3 separate regions of the Sus scrofa genome follow, and all the other regions are linked to region 2. The links are chromatin contacts, called in public HiChIP or PLAC-seq maps. All regions are on one chromosome and are shown on one strand. The core of a region is the stretch at or near the end of the contact, and the rest is flanking DNA. Distances in the headings are between cores, read along the strand shown. Region 1 holds the start of OAS2 (2'-5'-oligoadenylate synthetase 2, 69/71kDa). Region 2 holds the start of RITA1 (RBPJ-interacting and tubulin-associated protein 1). Region 3 holds the start of SDSL (serine dehydratase-like).

The links. HiChIP or PLAC-seq counts read pairs in DNA pulled down with a chosen protein or histone mark.
Region 1: an H3K27ac HiChIP or PLAC-seq map of skeletal muscle shows a contact between it and region 2. The contact joins the promoter of OAS2 here to the promoter of RITA1 in region 2. A contact is called at or near these places in 1 of 5 promoter capture datasets (fetal liver), 1 of 47 Hi-C or Micro-C datasets (embryonic fibroblasts) and 2 of 2 datasets of contacts at active chromatin or transcription factors (alveolar macrophages and skeletal muscle).
Region 3: an H3K27ac HiChIP or PLAC-seq map of alveolar macrophages shows a contact between it and region 2, with 3 times the contacts expected there. The contact joins the promoter of SDSL here to the promoter of RITA1 in region 2. A contact is called at or near these places in 2 of 47 Hi-C or Micro-C datasets (blood and liver) and 1 of 2 datasets of contacts at active chromatin or transcription factors (alveolar macrophages).

The regions. Positions count from the first base shown.
Region 1 is chr14:38,846,280-38,850,701 of Sscrofa11.1, reverse strand. OAS2 (2'-5'-oligoadenylate synthetase 2, 69/71kDa) reads left to right here and starts at 3,005. Exons shown (of 11, transcript NM_001031796.1): 1 at 3,005-3,276. The coding sequence starts at 3,100.
Region 2 is chr14:38,665,261-38,669,426 of Sscrofa11.1, reverse strand. RITA1 (RBPJ-interacting and tubulin-associated protein 1) reads right to left here and starts at 1,341. Exons shown (of 4, transcript XM_005670684.3): 1 at 1,073-1,341; 2 at 770-910; 3 at 1-364. The coding sequence starts at 309. DDX54 (ATP-dependent RNA helicase DDX54) reads left to right here and starts at 1,161. Exons shown (of 20, transcript XM_021073260.1): 1 at 1,161-1,816; 2 at 4,074-4,166. The coding sequence starts at 1,643.
Region 3 is chr14:38,482,274-38,486,594 of Sscrofa11.1, reverse strand. SDSL (serine dehydratase-like) reads left to right here and starts at 2,136. Exons shown (of 9, transcript XM_005670678.3): 1 at 2,136-2,554; 2 at 3,965-4,021.

The sequences.
Region 1 (4,422 bases), core at 1,756-4,255, 180 kb before region 2:
GTGTGTGTGTGTGTGTGTATCCAGTGATTCAGCTACAAATATTGAGCACCTGCTATGTGCCAAACATCGTTCTGAGCACTGGAACATAGCGATGAGCAAAGCAGACACAAATCCCTGCCTCATGGAGCTGTCATTTTGTGGAATATTTACTATTGGATAGACTAGGATCCTTCCAGTTTTCAATTACGAATAATCCTTGAGACAAACATCTTTGGTTCATCCTTTGTCCACATCTCTGATTATTTATCCAGGGAATATTTTAGAACTGCCCTGTTTAATACAGTAGTCACTAGTCATACATGTTGATTGAAATGTAGCTCGACCCAATCAAGATGGGCTCAACTTGGAGTTCCTGTCATGGCGCAGCAGAAATGAATCCAACTAGGATCCATGAGGTTGTGGGTTCAATCCCTGGCCTTGTTCAGTGGGTTCAGGATCCGGGGTTGCCTTGAGCAGTGATGTAGGTCGCAGATGTGGCTCAAATCTGGTGTGGCTGTGGTGTAGGCCAGCAGCTACAGCTCTGATTCAACCCCTAGCCTGGGAACCTCCGTATGCCACAGGTGTGGCCTTAAAAATTGAAAAAACAGATAAAAGATGTGCTCAACTTTGTTTCTTAATTTTCTGATCTCATTTTTTTTTTTTTGCTGTAAATTTGTACTGCTTGTACGACCCCAAGAAACAATAAAGCAGTTTTTCTTGCACAAGAATTTTTAATAAGTATATCTCTCAACTGAGCTCTGATAGTCTGTGCAAAGCCGGCCAGCCTGGGTTATAGACAGCTCTAGGGTGCTGGTATTGGGAGCTCTTGGTTCAAGTCCAGATTCGTGAGATTTGGGAACAGAGGAGCAAGCTCTGTGGGCTGGCAGAAATGCTGATATGAAAACAGAAGCACCTGAGGCAGAAATTTCTGATTCCCCTGAGAGAAAGCCCTACCAGGAGCAACGTCCTGCTGGGAAAACGAAACTGGGCAGAGCTCCTGTTTAGCCAAAGGAGATAAGGGTGGAGTCCTTCCCTGCTCCCCACCCCACCCCCCTTGAGGAAGCTCCTTGCTGTATCCTATAGCAGCTGCACCGTTTACAACCCCTTCAGCAATAAATGGGGTTTTAGTTTCTCCACATCTTTGCTAAGACGTTTTGTTTGTCATTTGGATTATAGTCATCCTGGCTGGTGTAAAAGTTATAGACTCAAAATAATCAGGTCTGCTACACAAGGTCAGGACCCTACTTGGGAAAGAACGGGATCCTGACACATAGACTAGGGGAGTAAGGGTCAGAGTCCCTGAAAATCTTGAATCTCTAGATTCCTCTGAACCTGGGGCTCGTAATAATCCCAACCACCCCTCTTGTTAAAAGTTGACAGACAGGAGTTCCCTTAGTGGCTCATGGTTAACGAACTCGACTAGGATCCATGAGGATTCAGGTTCGATCCCTGGCCTCACTCAGTGGGGTTAAGGATCTGGTGTTGCCGTGAGCTGTGGTGTAGGCCGGCACCTGCAGCTCCAATTCATGGGTGCAGAGCTAAAATGCAGGAAAAAAGAAGTTGACATATGAAATTCATCATCACAGCAGAGAAGGGGTCTGTGTGTGCTTTCTGGGAGCTGCCTGGGAGGTTCATTTTCATGGGTCTGGACACAAGAGTTGCATGTCTGTCTCCCCTCTAGCCTGTGCACTCCTGGGCTTGTTTTTCATCCATGCTGGGTGGGGTAAGTGCCCAGGGAAATCCAATAGGTATCCATGTGTGTGCTGAGGAACGAGGCACACAGAAGCGGACCTTTTTTGTTGTTGTTGTTGTTGTTGTTGTTGTTGTTGTTGCTATTTCTTGGGCCGCTCCCGAGGCATATGGAGGTTCCCAGGCTAGGGGTCGAATCAGAGCTGTAGCCACCAGCCTACGCCAGAGCCACAGCAACGCGGGATCCGAGCCACGTCTGCAACCTACACCACAGCTCACGGCAACGCCAGATCCTTAACCCACTGAGCAAGGGCAGGGACCGAACCCGCAACCTCATGGTTCCTAGTCGGATTCGTTAACCACTGCGCCACGACGGGAACTCCAGAGGCAGACCTTTTGAGACCTGTGTTTGCTCAGTGGCAGAACTGAAACCTGAGTGACTGAAGCTTTGCCTTGCTGTGTGTCCCTGAACAACAGACCCGCTTCAGGGTCTCTTTTGTCTCGCTGTGCTCATTGATTCTGAGTTCCAAGGCCACTGGGAATGGGGAGAAGGGAAAGAGCCTCAAAAGATGACCTCTGGGAAAATAATCTTTTTAAAATTATAAATAGAGATATAACTGCCTCATTTTGCTATACACCTGAAACCTAACACAATATTGTAAATTTATAAGTTATAGTTCGATGGAGAAAAAAAAAAAAGATGTCCTCTGGCCCCCTACGAAATATTGTTAAAAAGTATTTGCTTAACAAATACTTTATAGCCATCGTGTGCCCGGTTCTGTTCCAAGCAATATGCAAGTATTTAATCCTTACATTAAAGCTATGAGGAGTTCCCATCATGGCGCAGTGGTTAACGAATCCGACTAGGAACCATGAGGTTGCGGGTTCAGTCCCTGCCCTTGCTCAGTGGGTTAACGATCCGGCGTTGCCGTGAACTGTGGTGTAGGTCGCAGACGCGGCTCGGATCCCGAGTTGCTGTGGCTCTGGCGTAGGCCGGCGGCTACAGCTCCGATTGGACCCCTAGCCTGGGAACCTCCATATGCCACGGGAGCGGCCCAAGAAATAGCAAAAAGACAAAAAAAAAAAAAAAAAAAAAAAAGCTATGAGAAAGGTACTGTTGTTACCCCCATTTTACAGATAGGGAAATCAAAGCACAAAAAGGACCAACAATGTGCTCAAGGACACAGATCTAGTGTGTATCAAGCCCTCATGAGCCAGCGCCGGTGACTCCCCTTTTCACTACAGCAGCTGAGAGGCTGGCCGATAGTCATAGGGGCGGGGAAAATCCTGAGGCAGTCAGCTGGAAAGGCCCTGTGAGTTTCCTTTTCCCCTGTGATGAGTTTCGGTTTTCTGGCTCTGGGCATAAAAGTTCTCTTTCTCTTCTGCCTCCAGCTCAGCCATTAGCTGTCTTCTCAGCAGCCAGCCAGAGCAATGGGAAACTGGGGGTCCCATCTCTATGACCGGCCTCCTCAGAAACTGGGAGAGTTTGTCCAGAACAACCTGAGACCCTCTGAAGACTGTCAGAAACAGATCGACCAGACCGTGGACACCATCTGCAAAGTCCTGCAGGATGCTGAGCAGTTGCCCCTGGTGATAAGCGTGGCCAGAGTGAGTAGAGGGCTGGGGTCAGGCCTTCAGGGAGCCAGAGGGAAGAAAGACTTGGTGCTGAGCACCTACTGTGTGCCAGGCCCTGGGCACACAGACATCATCATATTCCCCATGCTGCTCAACTGAGATGGTGGGATACAGTACAGAGTTTAGGAGTACAGGTTGGGAGCTGGTTCTGCCTCTTACTACTGTGTGACCCAGAGCAGTTTGCTTAACCTCTCTGTGCCTTAGTGTCTGAGTCTATAAAATGGGAGAGCAATAATACTCATCACAAAATGTTAAGAGGCTTGAGCATATAATGTTCTTGCACAGGGCTTGGTACAAAGTTAGCACAAAAGAAGTTCCCATTTGGGGCAGCGGGTTAGGGATCCAGCATTGCCGCAGGTTGCAACTGTGGCATGGGTTCGATCTTTGGGCCGTAAACTTCCACATGCTTTGGCACAGCCAAAGAAAAAAAAAGTGAAATAAATTAGCTGTGATTACTGTTATTGCTTCTAATCTCCTTATTTTCCAGAGGGGTAAACTGAGGCTAGAAGACTTCAGTAAAGCTTCCTACCGATGCTCTGTGGTTTCAACAGCCAGGGGTGGGGCGCTCTCATCAGTTAGAAATGTTTGGTGCTACAGACACAAATCCTGGGGCTGAGACGGAAGATTCTGGACCTTTGGAGAAGAAAGGATGCTGAGAAGGTGCTAAGACCCTAGGGTAGGGAGAGGGCATTGTAGATGCCCAATCCCAGGCTCTCCAGCACTGGAATCCCGCTTCTCTGCAGTCACAGCGCTTTCTGGCTTCTGCCCTTACATGCATCCACTAGCCCCAGCAGTAAAGACATCCGAGCCTTTGGCGTCTTCTGCCTGGGCCCAGATGAGGAAACTGAGGCACGGGGAAGTTATTTAATAGTTGATATCCAATTTGGGATTGTAAGCGCTAGTGATCCGTTTGGGAGCTTGCACCCTTAACCCGAAGCCATCCTACCTCTCAACATTGTTAACTTTTTTCTAACACACGCAGCGCCGGGCGGCAGGGGAGTGGGGGCGGGGGCGGGTCGCCAAGCCGCGCGCGTGCGCGTGTGAGGCAGGGCGCTCCGCGGCCACCCCAGCGGAAGCGGAAGCGGAAGCAGGTGGAGCGCTAAGACCGCGCGGCCCCCG
Region 2 (4,166 bases), core at 92-2,591:
GTACTTGTTCTTCTTCCTTGGTGTGGGGGTTGGGATGCTACCCCTGGAAGAGCTGGTCTCACAGCTCCTGTTGGCTCCTGAGGCCTGTGATGCCCCTGTACCCACTCCTCTGGTTCTGTTGGCTTTCTTCATCCAGGGTGGGTCAAAATCTGGTGGTGTGGGCCGGGTGCCTGCAGGACTGCCAAACAAAGTCTCATCCACGTATGACGGCCTAACATTGACCCGGTGGTTGCCCCGGCAGCGTTGCTGAACATGGAGGGTCTGCATCCCACTGATGGCCAGCTCAACTGGGGTCTTCATGCTGCCCATGGTCTCTGGTGACAGCAGTTGTGCTCTGCCTTCCAGGCCCTGCCTCCAGGGCTCCCTGTGAAAAACGGTCATGGTGGCAACCATCTGTCATCAGCAAAGACTGGCAGTCACATAAATTCCCATCCCCAGGGCAAAAAGGTCACATTCTCCCTTAACCAGACCTCCTCAAAGGGGAGCTGCCAATCCCAGGGCACATTTTGGAAATCTGACCCTTTTTTAGTTGTCAGGATGACAGGGACGGGGGTCCTACTGGCCAAAATTTCATGAATAAACATGTACTTCCGGCATACACTGTGTGCTCAACAAATATTTACAGAATGCTAGGGGATTGGAGAAGAGATTGGGCTTGTGCCCATTTTGGCACCAACCAGAAAACAAAGGAAGGGGAGACAAGGGAAGTCCCTATATGCTGTACATGTTTACGGGGCAGGTATAATAACCAGCATAATCCCAAGCCTACCTCTTGCAAAGTGCTTCATAAGCATTGTCTCATTTAATCTTCTCAACGGTCCTGTGACATAGCTTCCATTACGTCCATTCTACAGATGACAAAACTGGGGCTTCAAAAGCTGAAGTCACAAATGTCAGTCACACCTATAAGCTAAAACAGTGGGAGTTGAATCTGAACCTGATAGAATTCTAGAGCTTGTGCACTCAACTATTGTACTACTGAAGGATCACGCCCAGTCTGTTATTCGCCGATCCCCAAATCAAAATCCCGGCTGACGTCTGAGGTGCCGGCAACCTGGAGTTACTTTCCTACCTGAGCATTTTGTATTGCTGATGTCGGCCGCAATTCTATGGCCCCTCCCCCCAAGTCTGGACTCCTTTGCGGGGGCGTTCTGGCACCTGCAGCGCGCGGTACACCCGAGATCTGCAGCTCCGACTCTCAGGAGCCCGCGACCCTCGGCTGCTCAGGCCACCCCCAGCCCCCGACCCGGGCACCGCGCGGACAGCCCGGGCAAAGCGCCGACGGACTGGACCAGGGAAGTCAAGCCCTAGCGACGTCAGGTCCGCACGCGCATCAAACAGCAACCAACCACCAGCCCTCCAACCGCAGGCCCCGGCGAGCCGGCCGGAACCATTCGCTCCCGAGGTGGTCAGGGCTCCCCGTTCCGGACGCCACCTGGAGTTCCCCAAAGCCTTGGGGAGGGGTATCTCACGCCGGTGAGACGACACTGTGGGCGCGCGCATTGTGTGTCAAGCATCCGGAGGCTGCGAGAGGGGAGGGAACGCAGCAGCGGCCGCGTAGAGGCCCACCCCCGCCCCAAACGCGCCGTTGGTACATTCCGGCAGACTCCGCTCCCTCCTGTTTCTCGGCGCCGGGGCCCGCATGGCTGCCGGCAGGCGCCCGGCGGCCGCACAGCGGTCCGGAGCTGCCATGGCCCAATGGAGGAAAAAGAAGGGGCTCCGGAAGCGCCGGGGAGCGGCCTCCCAGTCCCGCAGCAGCGACTCGGAGGACGGCGAGTTTGAGATCCAGGCGCAAGATGACGCCCGGGCCCAGAAGGTAGGAACGCATATATGTCGGAGCCCAAGCGCTGGCTCCGTGCAGCGCCTCGCAGCTTGAGTTTCCCCAGCTGAGGAGTGGGCACGGCTGAAGGTGGGGAGAGGTCGTCTGGCCTGGGGTTGGGTCAGGACCTCCGGCCTGAGGCTCATGTGCTCCAGGGGCTGGGGCCTGCGGGCCTTCCGGGCCGGCTCTCAGTTTCTTGCTTCTCATTGGCTACTTCCTAGCCGGGGAACGGGTCCTGATTCCCACTCATCCAATGGAAAGTGCGGATGCTGAAGATCGGACTTGGAGAGTTTGGGGGATTCTTGGGAGGATGAATTAGGAGAAGGCTTCACCGCTTGGCTTGAGACCGTGGCTCCCCCAAACTTTTGGAAACTAATAATAAGTTAGACTTGCTTTTGTTGATCGCTTATTATGTGCCAGGCTCCGGCGCTAAGAGCTTTACAAACCTTATCATTTAATCCTTACACCCACCCGGTGAGCTAAGTAGCCATCCTGATTTTCCAGAGGAGGAAACCTAGGCCTAGAGGGGTTAAAGGAACGTGACCAAGATCTCAGGGCTTGTGAGTGGGAGAGCAAGGATTCAAATCTCGGACTGTATGGTTCCAGTCCCCGTGCTGTTTCCTCTACTGAATGTTAACTGTATGCAAGGGGCGGCAGGGGGGCGGCGGTAGGTGTGAACACCAACGTGGAAAAGCGCTGTAGCCCAGTATTTCTCACAGCCTTGTGCGTAGCGGCTGCCAGGCACAGAGAAGCGTTTATATGTAGAGAGGGTTCTACCCTCGGAGGCAGGGACCAGATGGGAACCTTATTCCACCTGAGCCTCATATAGTAGATCCTCTGTAAATATGGACCAAGGCACAGCCCTATTTTCAAATTTGACCCAATCTTGTACTGGCTGGAGGATATGGGAGAAGTTGCTTAACCTCTCTGAGCTTCAGTTTCCACACACATAGAAAGCAATGGATTATGTGCATCTCGAAAACTGTGGAAAGACTGAGATGACAGTGTTCAGACATTCTACTCTTCAGTAATTATTGTTAGGGCACCAGTGTGTTCCAGATACTTTGTTATCTTGTGTCCACAGCAAGGGTTGGCAAACTTGCCCTGTAAAGGACCAGATGGTAAATAGTGTAGGCTTTGCAGGCCATATAAAGTCACTGTTTTCTTTGTTTTTGTTTTTTTTTTTTTTTAGAATCTTTTAAAATTTAAAAACCATTCTCAGCTCACAGACTACAAGACAGGTGCAGCTCTGACCTAGAGAGTTGTAATGGACCATAGAGCGTCACATACGAAAGAATATAGACTTCTAAGCCAGGGTTCAAATCCCTTGCTGGCTGTGTGACTTTGGCAGGTCACTTTACCTCTCTGAGCTTCAGTTTCCTTTTCTATAAAAGGGACAAAATTATTATACTGTACCTAGTTCATAGGGTTGTTGTGAGGATTGAGTGGGTTAATTTACATGAACGCTGAGCACAGTACCTGGCAGATAGTAAGTGCCATGTGAGTTTTAACCATTATTATGAATTGGTGCTTTTATGAATGTTATTTCTGAGAGGAGGGGGATAGTGCTATAGTCCGAGAAGGCTACCCAGAGGATCTGTCTGGGTTTGATTTAGCTGTGCTGGGACAAGTGAGTAGCAGAGAGGAGGGCAGGTATGAGAGAGACCAGAGCTGGGGAGCGGTGATGAATTTGAAAGGTGATTGGGGGGGGCGGGCAGATGGGATAAGTCTAGTACTTTACTCCCAGGCACCCCCTCCTTCTGTCCCTACCTGACACAAAGGAGATGATTAGATTGGCTCCCTAAAGTTTTGAGGTCTTTGAATGGCAGACCAGGATAATGGTGATGACACTGCTACCTGGGCACTGTTGTAAGCTTTACACTTACCCAATAGTCTTCACAGCACTCTGTGAGGCATATGCACTTGTCACCCTCATTTTCCCAGTGTGGGAACACAGGCTAGGGAGATAAAGTCCCTTGCCTGAGGTCTCACGGCTGGAAGTGACAGAGTTGGGATTGACGCTGCAGGCAGCCTATCTACAGACCCCACTTTCTGACCCTCTGCCCTGACCTCCTGACCTGGTCCAGGCAAAGGAGAGCCTTTTAGCAGGGAAGTCACATGCTCTGGAGGGAGAGTCATCATCTTGAATGGGGGGGGGGCGATAAGGGAGACAGGCAACGGGACAGCCCCCCTCCCTGCCGCAGTGGTGGGACTGTACCTGGAGCAATGCAGCCTTTCTGTTGCTTCCTCCCAGCTGGGACCTGGGAGACCCCTCCCGACCTTTCCCACCTCGGAATGTGCCTCAGACGTGGAGCCGGACACGCGGGAGTTGGTGCGAGCCCAGAAC
Region 3 (4,321 bases), core at 887-3,386, 180 kb after region 2:
GCTCAAATAAACAAGCTAACTTTACATCTAAAGCAGCTAGAGAGAGAAGAACAGATAAGACCTAAAGTTAGTAGAAGGAAAGAAATCATAAAGATCAGAGCAGAAATCAATGAAATAGAAACAAAGAAAACCATAGAAAAGATCAAGGAAATAAAAAGCTGGTTCTTTGAAAAGATCAACAAAATGGATAAACCCTCAGCCAGACTTATCAAGAAAAAAAGAGAGAAGACTCAAATCAATAAAATTAGAAATAAAAAGAAGTAACAACAGACATCACAGAAATACAAAGGATCATAAGAGACTACTATATGCAACTATACACCAATAAAACAGAAAACCTAGAAGAAAGGACAAATTCTTAGAAAGGTACAATCTTCCAAGACTAAACCAAGATGAAATAGAAAAGATGGACAGACTAATCACAAGTACTGAAATTGAAACTGTGATAAAAAAACTTCCAACTAACTAATTGTTAATAATGCTCCATGGAGAGGAAAAAGAGGCAGAAATTAAATGAGGAATTATTTTTATTGTATTCTCCTTTAATTGTTAAATATTTTTCCTGTTTGTATACTTATTTTTTAAATTAAATTTTGGTTTCATTTTTGTTTAAAAAAAGACTCCATTTTTAAACTTTAATACCTGCTTTAGCTTCTTCCTAAGCAATGATGTCCATGAAGTTATATATATATCCTAATATTCACAGAAATATATACTCAACCATTAAAACACCTTTGGGAATTGATGGTCAACACGAAAGTGCTGGCATACAGTAGGCATGCAATAAATGCAGCTGTTGTGCTTCCTGTCCAAGTATGAGCTGTGTGCCAAGGCCCTTCTCCTCCAGGAAGCTCTCCTTGGTCATACCCCACCCCTAGCTGCCCTAGGGGGACCTTCTGCTCTCTTTCCTCCTGGGGGAGTCTTAGGTTGTCACTGAATTGGTGTGTGCCTCTCCTCTTCAGGCTGGGGGTCACATCAAGGCATGAACTGAGTTTTACCACCTCTGTGTCCCCAGGGCCCAGTCCAGGACAGGGCACCTGACAAGGATGGTGTATGTTTGTTTTTTAATTTTTTGGCCTTGCCTGTAGCAGGCATGTGGAAGTTCCCCGGCCAGGGATCGAAACTGTGCCACAGCAGAGACATCCATGGATGGTGTATGTTTAATGTGAGAACAAAGATGAAGCTGCCCAAGTTCTTGTCAAGGATCATGACCAAGCAGTTCTTCTTGACCCCCAGTTGACCTGGAGTTAATCATCAAACTCGGGGAGGTTACACATAGGCTAATAAGGGAACAGACCATTTGGGCTGCCAGGCGCTTCCTGGACCCCACTTCCCCTTTCACATAAGGGAAACTGAAGGCCCTCAAATAGACGTGACCAGCTCAGATTCACCCAGTGAGATGCTAAGAGACAAGATGTGACTGTAGTCACGTCATACCCCTGCCTAAAGCTGTCCATGGCTCCCTAGTGCCCCTGGGGGAGGCCCAGACTCTGGATTGGCACAGGCATTCTGCTGTCCCACCCTTGCCTTCTCTGTTCCAGTCCCGCTGCACACGGCTCCATTCCCGAAACCCCCACATTCCTCAGTTTCAGACCTTTGCTCTCTGTGCTCCTGATTCCTGGCTCCGCGCAGTCTCCTCCCCCAGGAAGCCTTCCCAGCCCCCAGGGGCCAGTGAGGGGCCTGCTCTTGGTGTCCAGAGCCCTCCCACACCTCTCCCTGCCAATATCGACTGCAATGATCATGCCTGCTCTTCAAAGTCCCTTGGGGCTTCTTGAGGGCAGGGGACATGCTGTCTTGTTTGAGGCTAAAGGTCCCTGGGCTTGATGCTTTGTAGGTGTCCAGTAAATATTCCTGAAGGAATGAATCAATTGTCAGAATGATTCATTTGAATAATAAACAATTTATGACTTCCAATGTTGGGTGCAAACTAATCAGAGATAAAGGAGGTGTTTTGGAAAAAAACATGCCTTTCTCATGTGACAGAAAATAATTGTTTGTTTGTTTCCTTCTTTTGGCTGCCCCTATATTGTGAGGAAGTTCCTGGGCCACAGATTGAACCTACACCACATTAGTAACCAGAACCACAACACTGACATTGCCTGATCCTTAACCCACTGAGCCACCAGGGTATTCCAATGATAGTTTCTTTGTCCTTGTTTTCTCCTCCCAGACCTTAGCTGAACTTGACAGTGGTCCAGGGGAACCAGCTTGGCATTCGGGACAAGCACTGGACTTGGAGGAGTCTGTGTCACGACAGAGGTGGTGCAGTGTGGGGGGTAAAGGGTGCCTCTCCCTGGCTGCTGGCCTTGGGCAAGTGAGTCCCCCTCTCTGGGTCTCAGTTTCTTCATTTGTCAAATGGGAACAGGTAATCACGTATCCTGGAAGCACACAGGGAGGCAGTGAAGCTTGTGTTCCCTTTCTCCTCCCGCAGGGAGCTGTCCCTTTAACCTGGGAGGAGGGACCAGGGCCACGGGAGGCTGGCAGAGCGGTGCTAAGGCAAGCTTGTGGGCAGTGGGCTGGGGCTGAGCTGCTCTGGGGACCTCTGGAAAAGAAGGTAAGGGGGCCAGAGATCCAAATAGGGCCCTGGGGCTCCTTGCGCATGTGAATGTGTGTAGAGGCTAGTCTGGAAGTTTCTGGGGCCTAGTCCCAGATGAGTAGACAGGAAGTGAGAGGGTGAGAATATCCTGGTCCTCCCAGGAATCTGGGTTCAGCTCCAGGGCCTGTCTGCCACAGGCGAGAAGGCTGGGTGCCCGGGACCCTGAGGATCGGGGAGCCCATCCTGCCCCGAGGGGGCGGGGCCAAGCATTCTGGGCAGCCTGAGGCTGCCCAACTCTGGCACCGGGGATTTGGCTGTGGCGTGTCATCCAGGAGGCCTCTGGGGAACAGCCTGAGGGACAAGGGAGGTGGAAAAGGTAGTTGGTCTTTACCTTAAATCATAGATGCAGCAGGTGAGGCCCAGGGAGGAAAGGCGTCTTGGCCAAGGTCGCCCCCACTGGGACCTGAGCACCAGCCCCATGCCTCTCACAGCAGACAGGGCCCTGGGCTCCTCAGGCCCAGCGGCAGCCACACATGGTGAGAGCCTCCAGTTGTCCCCAGATCTCCCTCTAGGAGGCCTGGCCCTGATGGGCGTTGGTAAGGCTGCTGGCAACCTGGGATTCATTCATTTAACTGACGCCTGCTGTTCTTGTCTGGGCAGTTGGTATAACCAAGGGGGCTGGGGGAGCCTGGAATGGAGCCCGGAGCAGTTGGCTTCTAAGGTCAACCTGCAGTTAAATACTACATGCTCACACATTTAATAATAATGCTAATGTAAGAGAGAGAGAGAATGCATGGTGGGTAAGAGCCCAGATGCCAAAGTGCACTGCCTGAGTTTGAACCTGGCCGTACCATTTATAGCTGTGTGACTTTGAACAATTTACTTAATCCCTTTGGACTTCAGTTTCATTATCTAATAAGTGAAGTTAATAAATGAACCTATCTCAAAAAAAAAAAAAATGAGTTCCTGTCATGGCTCAGTGGAAACGAATCTGAGTAGTATCCCTGACCTTATTCAGTGGGTTATGGATCTGGCAATGCTGTGAGCTGTGGTGTAGGTCGCAGATGTGGCTCGGATCTGATGTTGCTGTGGCTGTGGTTTAGGCCAGCGGCTGAAGCTCCAGTATGACCCCTAGCCTGGGAACTTCCATATGCCATGGCTACGGCCCTGAAAAGCAAAAAAAAAAAAAAAAAAAAAAAAGAAAGAAAAGGCCTATCTCAAGGTTGTTGTAACGATTACATGAGATAAAATATAAGGTGCTTGGCATGATGCCTGGCTCACTGTAATCCCACATAACTACTTGCTATTATGATGTGTCAGGCAGTGTATGCCTTTACACTATGGCCTTGCTTAATCCTCACAATGACCCTATGATGCATAAGCTCCTCTTCCAGTCTGTTGTGTGACTAGTTCATTCTCATTTTTCAGGTCTCAATTTTCATAGTCACCTCCTCCAAGAGGCCCTTCCTGACCTCTTAACCCAAAGTAGGTCCCCTTATTCTTCTCTTCGAAACTCCCTCTATGCATGTTTCCCTCTTAGCAGCTTTCAGCATTTCTGATAATTTTGTTTGTCTATACAATTTTTTTGTGGATCACATTTGTTGAATGCTGATCCCCTTATTAGACTATAAGTCACCTGTAAGAGTAAGTGTCTGGCTTGTTCCCCATGGTATCACCAGTTCCTGGATGAGGGCTGGCACCTTGTTAGTGCCCAGTAAACATGCTAGAGTAAGGATGAGCTTATCAGCATGGTTAGAAGGCCCAGTGAATAATGCCTCCAAAGGA